2 separate regions of the Mus musculus genome follow, and region 2 is linked to region 1. The links are chromatin contacts, called in public HiChIP or PLAC-seq maps. All regions are on one chromosome and are shown on one strand. The core of a region is the stretch at or near the end of the contact, and the rest is flanking DNA. Distances in the headings are between cores, read along the strand shown.

Region 1 (4,870 bases), core at 1,617-4,116:
CATCTCAAGCCATTGCTTTATTCCTCAGAATCCCTTCAAATAGATAACTGTGCAGAGCAGAGGGGCTTAAGCCTTAGCTCTAGCTTCTTCTCATTTTCTTCAGAAACTCTTTAAGCAGGAGTTCTCAACTGTAGCAATAGTAGTAATAGTAGCTTAAAAAGACTGATGGAGGGTGGGCATGGTAGTGCACACCTTTAATTTCAGCACAGACACATCAATAATAAAGTGTAAAGACAGAACAACTAGGACAGAGACCAATGTCTCATGCATTCCTGCCTGTCCCACAAGGACTCGTTCACATGTATGCTTGATTCCCTACAAAATGGGACCCACTGAAAGATAGTGTCTAGAGCTGCAGAGATGACACAGATGCAGGTCTGTGTGCTGACAAGAAAATCTCTGTGACTCTGTGAGTTCTTGGTCAGCCTGGTCTACTTAAGAGAGACCCTGTCTCAAAAAAACAAGGAAACAAAAAAACCTGATGGGCCAAAGAGATGGCTCAACAGATAAAGGCTCTTTCTGCTCCAGAAAGCAAGCCCAAGAGGCTGAATTCTGTCCTAGCACCCTCAGAGAGACATCTGTAACTCAGGAGATTCCACGTCCTCTTCTGGCCTCTCAGAGCACCAAGAACACAAGTGGTGCACAAACATATGATGCAGGCAAGAATACCACCAAGGTAAAATGAAGTCACTGTTAAAAAGATACCCTCATCCTTATTCTCCTTTTACTGTAATCCTTACTTATAAATGAAGAAATGAGATGTCATAAGGTGTAACCGGCAGATCCAAAGGTCACACCTCAGGGCTCTGATCCCCAATTCTAAACAGTACCTATGACATTACACTTAGATGACGGATGACCCCAATCCCCCAAACCAAATATTTAGATGTCAACCCAGAAGTCCTATTATATTGTACCCATGTTTCCCCTTCATTTTCCTGTGGATTCAGCACAAACAACCCACACAACAGAATACAATCAGCCAAAATACAGTGCTTTACAGGGAACTGTCTGAGAGGGTCTGGTTCTGTCTTCCCTCGTTCCTTCCTCTCTCCATCCCCTCCCCAGGCTATGTCCCAGATAGGTTCAAGCAGTCCTCCTGGCTCATCCCTGGGTAGCTAGGGCTATAGGTGTATGATCCTATACCTGGTTTCCAAGGGCTTTCCTCTAAACATAGCGCCTTCTCCATCACTGCCAGCTTTAATCCTAAGACCTTCCATTCTTTGTTTTCTTACAAAGGAAGCTATATTGCTACTCTGTTGTTAGGACTAGTCAAATTATATATCCCGTCAATCTTCCTGCATTTTCTTTATAAAGCACACAAAGGATCAAAATATATCCAGAACTGTACCCAACACACACTTGGGAGTGTCAGCTATTCAGAAAGTTGAGATAAGAGACTAGATTTTTTTAGTCCATTTAGGCATATCTGATCAATACAGTGAGGTAACTCTTTCACACAGGCAGAGAGAGAGAGAGAGAGAGAGAGAGAGAGAGAGAGAGAGAGAGAAAGAGAGAGAGAGAGAGGAGTCAACCCCCCACATCCATGGGTTTCACATCCTCACATTCAGCCAAAAGCAGATATAAAAATAGAGAAGATAAATTTGCATCTGTACTGAATGCTTTTCTTGCCATTACTCCCTATACAATATAGTACAGGAGCTATTTACATAGCATTTACATCGATGTACATATCACAAATAATCTAGAGATTGTTTAAACTTTACAGAAAGATGTACAAGGGTCATATGCAAATAGTATACCTCATTACGCAGGGGACTTGAGCATCATGCATTGCGGGACTTGTGCAAGGTCCTGCAAACAATCTCCAGGGACAGTAAAAATGACAATACTGTCTGTACTATATAGCACTGCTCCCAATATTAGAGTGAATCCTAAGATCTACACAACTGGAAGGCTATAGATTAGAAATCTATAATCTTGTAATGAGCCAGTGACTCATCTGAGTGACTTGTTAGCCAAATTTCATTCCGGCTGAACCGTGAAGTTGGTGGGAGAGGCCAGGCATTCTATTGGAAAGAGGACACTTCAGTTGCCGGATGGTACCTCAGAGTCGTGATAGGGCAAAAATCCAGTTTGTGCAGGTGTTCCACGTCCCCTGAGAGAGAAAAGAGGCCAAATCAGTCAGAGCGGTCCACACTTGCAACATCCTAAGACTCCAGATTATCTGTTTTACCCCGCCCCAACCTCAGCTCTTGCCTGCGACAACTTTAAAAAATGTTTCTGTTGCACTCAAAGACATCCCCATTTCACTTCGCTATCGTAGACTAAATATGCGGCACTGCTGCCTACTTGCTTATAAATATGCGTAAATATTTTAAGCTAAACTTCCTCTACTGCTCTAATTCCTCCTAGCCTCATCTCTCAAGCCTTCATTGGCTCCTTCCATTTTTAAAACTTCTCATCTTCATATCACTGTGTTAGCCCGGTCCACATTCACAGCCTCTCAGAATCTTCGGGGGTGGGGGGGGGGAAGTCCCGTTCGTTCCCCAGATTTATCCTTTTATGCCAGTTAGCTCGCGTGCCACACAACGAAATCGCAACATCTTTTAAAAACCGCGAGGGGTTCTCTTCCCACTCTGACTCTTGGATTCGCGGAGACCTCATGACCCATACGAGAACAGAAGAATGGGGGGGGCGAGTTACAGTCAAGTGGAATTTTGACCGAAAAATCCCTAAGGACGTGCCGCAGTGGGCGTGAATCCCCGGCTCCGACCTGACTGACATCCCTCGGGGGCCGACGGGGCCACCTGTGACCAAGCAGGAAGTTCTGAACGGTTTGCGCGCCAAAAAGCCCAGCGCATGCGCACACAGCCACGGGCGGGGCGGGGGCGGAGTCCCGGCTGGCACAGGATCTCGCGTTGTCTGGGGAAAGAGGCACAGAGGTCTTTACGGTGGCGTTGTGGGAACCGCCCACCACCTCTCCTTTAAATCTTCTTTCTTTCTTCTTTTTTTTCTCTGTCTTTTCTCTGTCCTCTCAGCCTCAGTGTAGACAGTGAGCGAAAGAGCTCAAGGCCGGCAGCTCTGTGGAAGAGTTATGGCTGCCATGGTCGCGCAGCCGGTGCCTCAGAGTGAGAGTAGCAGAAGCCACACCGTCGATCGTCTTAAGATGCTAGGGTTTGCTTTGGCCTTCCCCCTTTTTTATGATGCTATGCAAACCAAAAAACAAAAAACAAAACAAAAAAAAAATCACCTTGGCGCACGGCGCCTGCGCAGTGCTTGTTTACCGCGGGCCGAGCGCAGGCCCCTTCCCTCCGCCCAGATCCTGCGCCTGCGCCTGCGCGGCTGACGTGGATTTCTCCGGGAAAACCGCGCCTCCTAGTCCCGGGACTAGGGAGCGAGCAGCCGAGTGTGCCGTGGGAATCTCGGAGCCCTGAAATGAGAACCACAACGCCCAGAGTCGGTGTCGCGGCAGGATCGTGAGCACAGATGACCCAGGTGCTGTGCACGCCACCGTCGCTGAAGTGAGCAGCGGAGCGTGAGAGCGAAGACCGGCGGCGCTGACGCCTCAAAGGATGGACTTTGTTTAGCAAAGATGCAAATAAGCCTGACCCTAAGGCCGCCGGAGTTCGAGCAATTCCTGACTGGGCTAAGACTGTTCTTGAAGGCGACTCAGAAAGGCGGCCATGCAAATTTTGAAACTAGAAAGAGCTGACACTAGAAGCAGTAGCCCTTTAAAGCAGAAGCCAGTTAGTTCATAAGAGTCTGAATGTCCCTTCAAAGTCCGCTCTAAATAGACTCAGACAGTGCTCATAAAATATTATCTGATAAGCATAGATTATTTTAGATATGGTTATCCATTTGCAAGTAGAGGCAAACTGATTTGTGAAGGAATTTCTATTGATAGATTCCAGTACGTTCAAAAAAAATTAATAACTGGCAACTTAGCTAAGCCTGAGCATTTTTCTAGTTTTCAAAACAATGGAATTTATTTGGCAATTTTATTAGACCCTATTTTTTGACCGGTGAGATTGAAGTCTTTAGATTTGTAACATTTTTCTACCAGAAAAAGTGAGATTTTAACCAGTAAGAAGGGGGAAATGTATGTATGTGAACAGAAGAGGTCAGAACTTGAAGACTTGTCATGCTTCCAACATTTGTCTCAAGAGAAGCTATCATCTCACCTCGGATTTTTTTTTTTATGTTCAATATAATAGTAAAATTTAGCATACTTTGAACATTTTTTTTCCTATACAATCTGGGTATGGTGGTACATTGAAGAAGAAAAAAAATGGGGTTTGTAGATCAGTTGGTAGGCTCCTTGCCTAAAAGCCACGGATTTATGCAGAACTGAGTAAAATGGGACTTGGTGGTAGACCTATAGAGGCAGGATCAGAAGTTCAGGGCAATCCCCACGTATGGAGTCATAAACCAGCCTGGGCTACATGAAACGCTGTTTTAAACAAAGAAACAGGTTCTCTATTATAGATAAGAACAATAGCTTACTTGAGGTAGAATGATAACCAGTTTTCCACACCTATATTGACCTGACATTTCCTTCATAAGAGAGAAAATACAGAGAGGGTGAATGAATTTCTTGTTCATATTTATGACTAGACTAACTCAAAAAGGGCTTCCTTTGTTAAGACTGACATCTGTCCTCAAAGAAGCTATCACTGCAGATTGTAGCGGTTGGTTGTTTTTTGAGAGAGGGTCTTGCTATGTAATGGAGAATGGCTTCAAATTTGGAATCCTCTTGTCTCATTCTCCCAAGTGCGGGGACTACAGAGGTACGCCACCTTAGCCACCCTAAAGGATTGCATTGAACAGTATAATCTGGCTCTAATGGAAAGTCTGTATGGGAGTTAGATGAAGAGTCCATCGGGGCTGCAGAGATGGCTCAGCGATG
Region 2 (5,499 bases), core at 193-2,692, 460 kb after region 1:
CTCTCTCTCTCTCTCTCTCTATCTATCTATCTATCTATCTATCTATCTATCATTTATCTATCATCTATCTCTCTATCATCTACCTATAATCTATTGTATCTATCTATTATCTATCATCTATCAATCATCTATTATCATCTATCATCAATCTATAATCTATCTATCTATCTATCTATCTATCTATCTATCTACCTATCTATCTATCTATCTCTATTATCTATCCATCTATCACTTATGTACCCCAGGATAGCTTCTAGTTCTCCTTGAACTTATGCTATCCCTTCAACTACCTACCAACTCTCTCTCTCTCTCTCTCTCTCTCTCTCTCTCTCTCTCTCTCTCTCTCTCTCAATAGTGTCTCACTCAGTAGCCCACGCTGACTTGGAACTCACCATGTAGCCCAAGATGACCCTGGACTAAGAGCAATCCTCCTGCCTCAGCTTTTCAAATGTTGAGATCGCAGGCACGACCCACCAAACCTGTTTGATACATGTAATTCTTGCCATCTGTGTGAGCTAGGTGCCTACCATCCCCATTATATACAAGAAGGCAGAAAGAGAGGGCGCTTGCCCAAAGTCACATTGCAGCTAAGGAGAGCTGGGGTTAAATGTAGGCAGTGAGGACCTGAACCTCTTTAGGGAGGTGACCAGGGCTGCGGGATTGGACAACTCTGTAGCACCCCCCCCCCAACTCTGAGACTAAGTGGGGAGTGAGTGGTTCAGGGAAGAAGCTGTGATTGGGTCCCTGGCTGTCTTCACAAAAGCCAACTGTGGAGCAAGGTCCAATGATTATCACATGAAGATCAGAGTGCAAAGTCCTTAATTCGAAGACTTCCTCCTGCAATGCCTACAATCCATAGGGGTGAGAGTTTAACTAAAGGCCCAGGATTATGTGCTGTCAATCAGTGCCTCAACATTTGGAGCTTGCTGGGTGCCTTTCTACTCCATGGGTCTCATCCCACTGCCGCCTACAGGTCAGGGGCACAAGGGTCAGGCAGGGAAGCCAACGAGAAATGAGTCTGATAATTCCTGGTGATGAGCAGCTGCTGCTATGTGCAGTGGGGGAGGAAGAACGGGGGAATCCTGTTTGATGATTAGCCGGGACTTTAATTAACGTGGAACTGCATCTACCAGCTCTCCCCTCCTCCTGACCCTAACCTGTGTTTTGCCCTACGTCCTTGACAACCGAGGCTCCTTCTGGGTAGTAGAACTGGGCTTCGGTAAACAGATCTATTTGTGTGACTCCTCTTACTCATTTGAAGCAATGTCACTCCTTTTTCCACTGTGGTCTGTGTGTCTGAGTCAGAGGGAGCTACAACAGGGTTCTTTGAATTGATGGCTCACTCCCAGCCACATCTGACCGGCTGCCAACTTAGCAGGGCGTAGCTCACCAAGTTTTTTTTTTTTTAAATCCAGACTGATTCATAGAAACTCCTTTAAAACACGGGGAAAAGAAACCGCCCATCACACACCCCAGCACATCAGCCCAGGAAACTTATAACCTCGGGAGTCAGGTCCCTCCCCTCACTGTGGTTGCAAATCTCCTGAAGAGAGGACCAGACCAGCAGCCTGCTCTACCACCCAGGGCATCTGCCTCTCTCACTGGATACTCCAGGTAAGATTGTCCCCACACTGGAGAAACTCTGCAGAGCCCGCTCCTTTCTTTCCTCTCTTAGGCTCCTTGAAGCCCTCCCCTCTCTTCTTGCCTCTGCTATCCCTCTATGGCTCACAAAGAACGGAGTCCTTGAGACTTCTAGCTTAACGTAGTAGTGGAGGAATCTGGGATATCAGTGGGGGCCACATTCTCTTGCTGGTATGTGGATCCTTGCTCCGAGGAGACGGACGGAACGAGAAGGGACTTTGGAACAAACTTGAGTGCAATATTCTTTATGGAAGGAACTCTATGTGCCTTCGAAATGAATTAGCAGGGTTGGAAGATGTTTCCAAATCTTCTGTTTTCATTCAGATTACTTTGAGCTGAAATCTAGAAGGATGCTATGTTACCAAAACGCTCCGGCTTTTCTTTTCTCTCTGCGAAGGCAGGTTAAAGGCAGTCTCTGGGGAGAAAGTTTGTTCTGCTTTGTGGGTTGGTTATTGTTGTTTCTCTTTTACGCTTTTAGGTGACGGTGGATAAATATCTGAGTTTCAGTTAATTTTTGCGATTGCATTTACTGTCTGTCCCCCTCTTGTCTGTTGATGTCTGTTTAAGTATTTCGTTCTTTCTCTTGTTTTCCTCCACCCCCTTCTCACAGGAAGGGAAGAGGGGATTGGTTTGTTTAAAGAAAAACCGTTAGGGAAACAGAGGCAAAGGGTGTTTCAAATAAACCTTGGGAGGGGTTGATTTGGTGGAATGTGTGGGTTCCAGAATCCTTAGCCAGATGTGGAGGTGGAGGAAGGAGGCAGAGGGGAGAGGGTGGGGCTGGGGGCCTTCGGGGATTCCTGTAAGGTTGCTGAATGGCTCTGTGCTTCCACCCAGGCTTCTGCATTCTGGAGCCAACTTAGGAAAAAAAAAAAGATCTTTCAGAATCTATTAAAGGATTTTTTTTTCTAAGTGGACATGGAATTTTCTAGTGTGGCAGTGGTCATATGGGAATATTTACCTTATTTCTTTTGTGTAAAATATTATATAACTACAAACCCACGTGCTAAGTGCAAAAAGAACAAAGGCACTCGGCTGTGTTTGCTTTTGTTTTTATTAGCTTAGCATTTTGGTCGAATGTCTGTGGAGGTGTGGTTCATTTCAACACAGATGTGGGTTTTTTTTTTCTCCTCTCGTAAACAAGCCAGAGGAGAGTGACAGGATTCAGCTTGCCTGATGAAGAGCGAGGCGCCTTTCTCTTTAGAAATGCAGCTCGCTGGTTGGAAGAGAAAATTTAAAAGTAATTGGTGGGTGTGTATCCATTGATCCTTCAGAAATCTCTGCAAAGCCTTTCCCCAAGGAGGGGGTGATGAGTAAGCCCTGGGACCCATTTCTCAAGACTGAGTTTGCTTCCAATGTTTATCACTTCCAGATTGCATGACTGTGAACTGGGGAAGCCGTCTTCGTTAGGTCCACAGCCACAGTTTCCTGTGAAGATCACATGTGTGATTGTGTGTCATTCTGATCTGGTTGAAACTAGGCAACCTTAAACAAGTCAGCAAAAAGGGAACACTAGAGGGAGGGGTAAACTGCCACCAACTCCATGAGCCATGGAGCTGTCTCAAACTCCACTGTCCCTTGATAAATGAGAATATAATGCTTTGTGTGCTACCCCCTCCCTGCCCCCATTCCCTATGGAGTTGGAAGACAATTTTAAAAAAAATGATGCTCTGACTTTTTGCCTCCAAGTAGTGGGAGAGCCCCTGGGCTGTGTGTGAACCTTTCTGGGCGTCTTCAGCTCTAAGTCTTTGGTTGTCCTGGAAAAAGAGGCCATTACCACCCCCTCCCAAATCATAGCCTCCCATCCTTAGGCCGCTCCAGTTTCATCCAGAGACTGCAGAATGGGGTGGAGGCAGAACACTGTCCAGGGCTGCTGGACATCCGGTTTGGCATCCTTGCCAGAGAGCCCCCAGATTTTACATTGTTCCAGGGTTCTAAACTGTCCTGGGAGTTGGCAGAAGATCAGCAAGGTCCAGCTGGAGACGATCATGTCCTGAGACTGTGGCTACGGGCCAGTAGTAAGGGCAGCCCTTTGCCAGAGGACAGATGTCTGTCCCCAGACCTTGAGAAAGGTTGGCTGGCTTTCTCAGCAGTCTTTGCTTTCCTCTGGAAACAAGATTAGGCCGGTCTCCAGCCCGGAGGAAAGAGTCTGTGGAAGCTGTTGGGAATACAGGGCCTCTTGCCTGGTTCTAGACAGCTTTGGGACCAAAGAGCAGGAAAGCCAAGCCCATTTCTGTTATGGAAAAATGGATTTTCTGTAGCCTCCACACAACCTGAAGGGGTCTCCACCTGGGATGTGGCCAAGGGTTCCTTCCTTATTCTTCTTCATTGCTTTTTATAGAATCTTAAATTTAGATGTTGGACATGGTAGTTCATACCTGTAATCCCAGGATTTAGGGAGCTGAGGCAGGAGATTGCTAAAGGTTCAAGGCTAGCCTGAGGCCAACCAGTGAAACTTGGTCTCAAGAACAAACCAACGACGAGAGAGAGAGAGAGAGAGAGAGAGAGAGAGAGAGAGAGAGAGAGAGAGAGAGAGATGAAAAAAGAAAAGAAAAGAAGGTAATCTTATTATCTTACCATATGCAGAAATCTAACTTTTACATCATTATGAATGGATGGTTGTCCCGTGGCTCACAGCTCCTTAAGATAGCAGGGCGGGGACACCCAGAGTGTACGTGCCTCAGACGTTCACTCACACCCACCCTTCTTTCTAGACAGTAAATCATACCAGACAGAGTTTCTGAAATTCAGCAAAAATGGCTTCTTTGAAAGTTCTTGTTTTTGCAGGCCTGAAATGACCCTGGGTGTGTGTGTGTGTGGGTGGGGTGGGGAGGGGAGGTGCTTTTCAATTCTGTTCTGCTGCTGCCCCTCCCCCCAACTGCTGCCCCCTCCCCACAATGCTCCACTTCCTGTCCCTCTAGACATTTCATCTCTACTTAACATTAATCAGTATGGCTCCATGGGATAGCATTGCCCATATGATCTTGCTTTATTCTTTTATTATTCAAATACAGAATCACACAGTGTAGCCCTGGAGGTTTGGAACTTACTATGTAGACCAAGCTGGCTTTGAACTCACAAAGATCTACCTGCTTCTGCTTCCTGAGTTCTGGGATTAAAGTCATCGGGTACTATACTCAGCTGTGTTGTGTTGTGAGACAGGGTGTCTCCGTGAATGGCAGGCTGGAGCCTAGAACTTTTTTCCACACTTCTTCCCGAATGCTGAAGTTATGGGTGTATACCACCACTGCTGGTGCGTGTGGGGATGCAGAAAGAACATTTTTGAAATATTAAGACACCCGCCTGGTCAAACCATTTGTTCCTATATGATTGATTCTGAGCTATTTCATTTTCTAAGCCCATGACTGTTGTCATGTCTGTAACTCGCTATGTATGTGTACATAGCTATGCAACATACACTCTCAGAGGACTCTAGGACTCTTAGATGCACGTGGGATGACACATCCAATGTTGATATCTACCGGTCATAGTGAAATCAACATGACCCCTGAAACACAAGCTGTCTGATAGCCAGCAACCTTCTTGGTTACCATTAAACTAGAATTATCTGGACTTAAGTCTTGTTTTGGAATAATCTCAGGTGACTGAATTTCTGGGTTGTCCTTGTTTTTCCAGAACCAAAGAATGTGCAGTGGGTCTAGTTGGGATCTCCTTGGCTTTCGAACACTCATCTCCCAAACATGAGTCCCCAAGAAGACTCTGAAACACTTCAGTCCCTGGTACCCTAACTTGTGAAACGCATCCCTCAATTTGACTGGTGGGTTCCCTGACAGCAAAGGAGAAAAAGAAAAACACAAACATGACGGTTGCTGCTTCTGAGCCTTCCGTTTAAGCAAAAAA

What was found. HiChIP or PLAC-seq counts read pairs in DNA pulled down with a chosen protein or histone mark.
Region 2: a contact with region 1 is called in a BATF HiChIP or PLAC-seq map of CD8 T cells, with 5 read pairs. The contact joins the promoter of Emp1 here to the promoter of 2810454H06Rik in region 1. A contact is called at or near these places in 2 of 115 datasets of contacts at active chromatin or transcription factors (CD8 T cells and pancreatic cancer cells).

Annotation. Positions count from the first base shown.
Region 1 is chr6:134,895,095-134,899,964 of GRCm38.p6, forward strand. It overlaps 2810454H06Rik (RIKEN cDNA 2810454H06 gene), which reads left to right and starts at 2,867. Exons shown (of 1, transcript NR_029441.1): 1 at 2,867-4,870. Gpr19 (G protein-coupled receptor 19) reads right to left here and starts at 3,100. Exons shown (of 4, transcript NM_001362050.1): 1 at 2,738-3,100; 2 at 2,068-2,119. RefSeq lists a cis regulatory region at 2,512-3,047.
Region 2 is chr6:135,361,489-135,366,987 of GRCm38.p6, forward strand. It overlaps Emp1 (epithelial membrane protein 1), which reads left to right and starts at 1,443. Exons shown (of 5, transcript NM_010128.4): 1 at 1,443-1,614.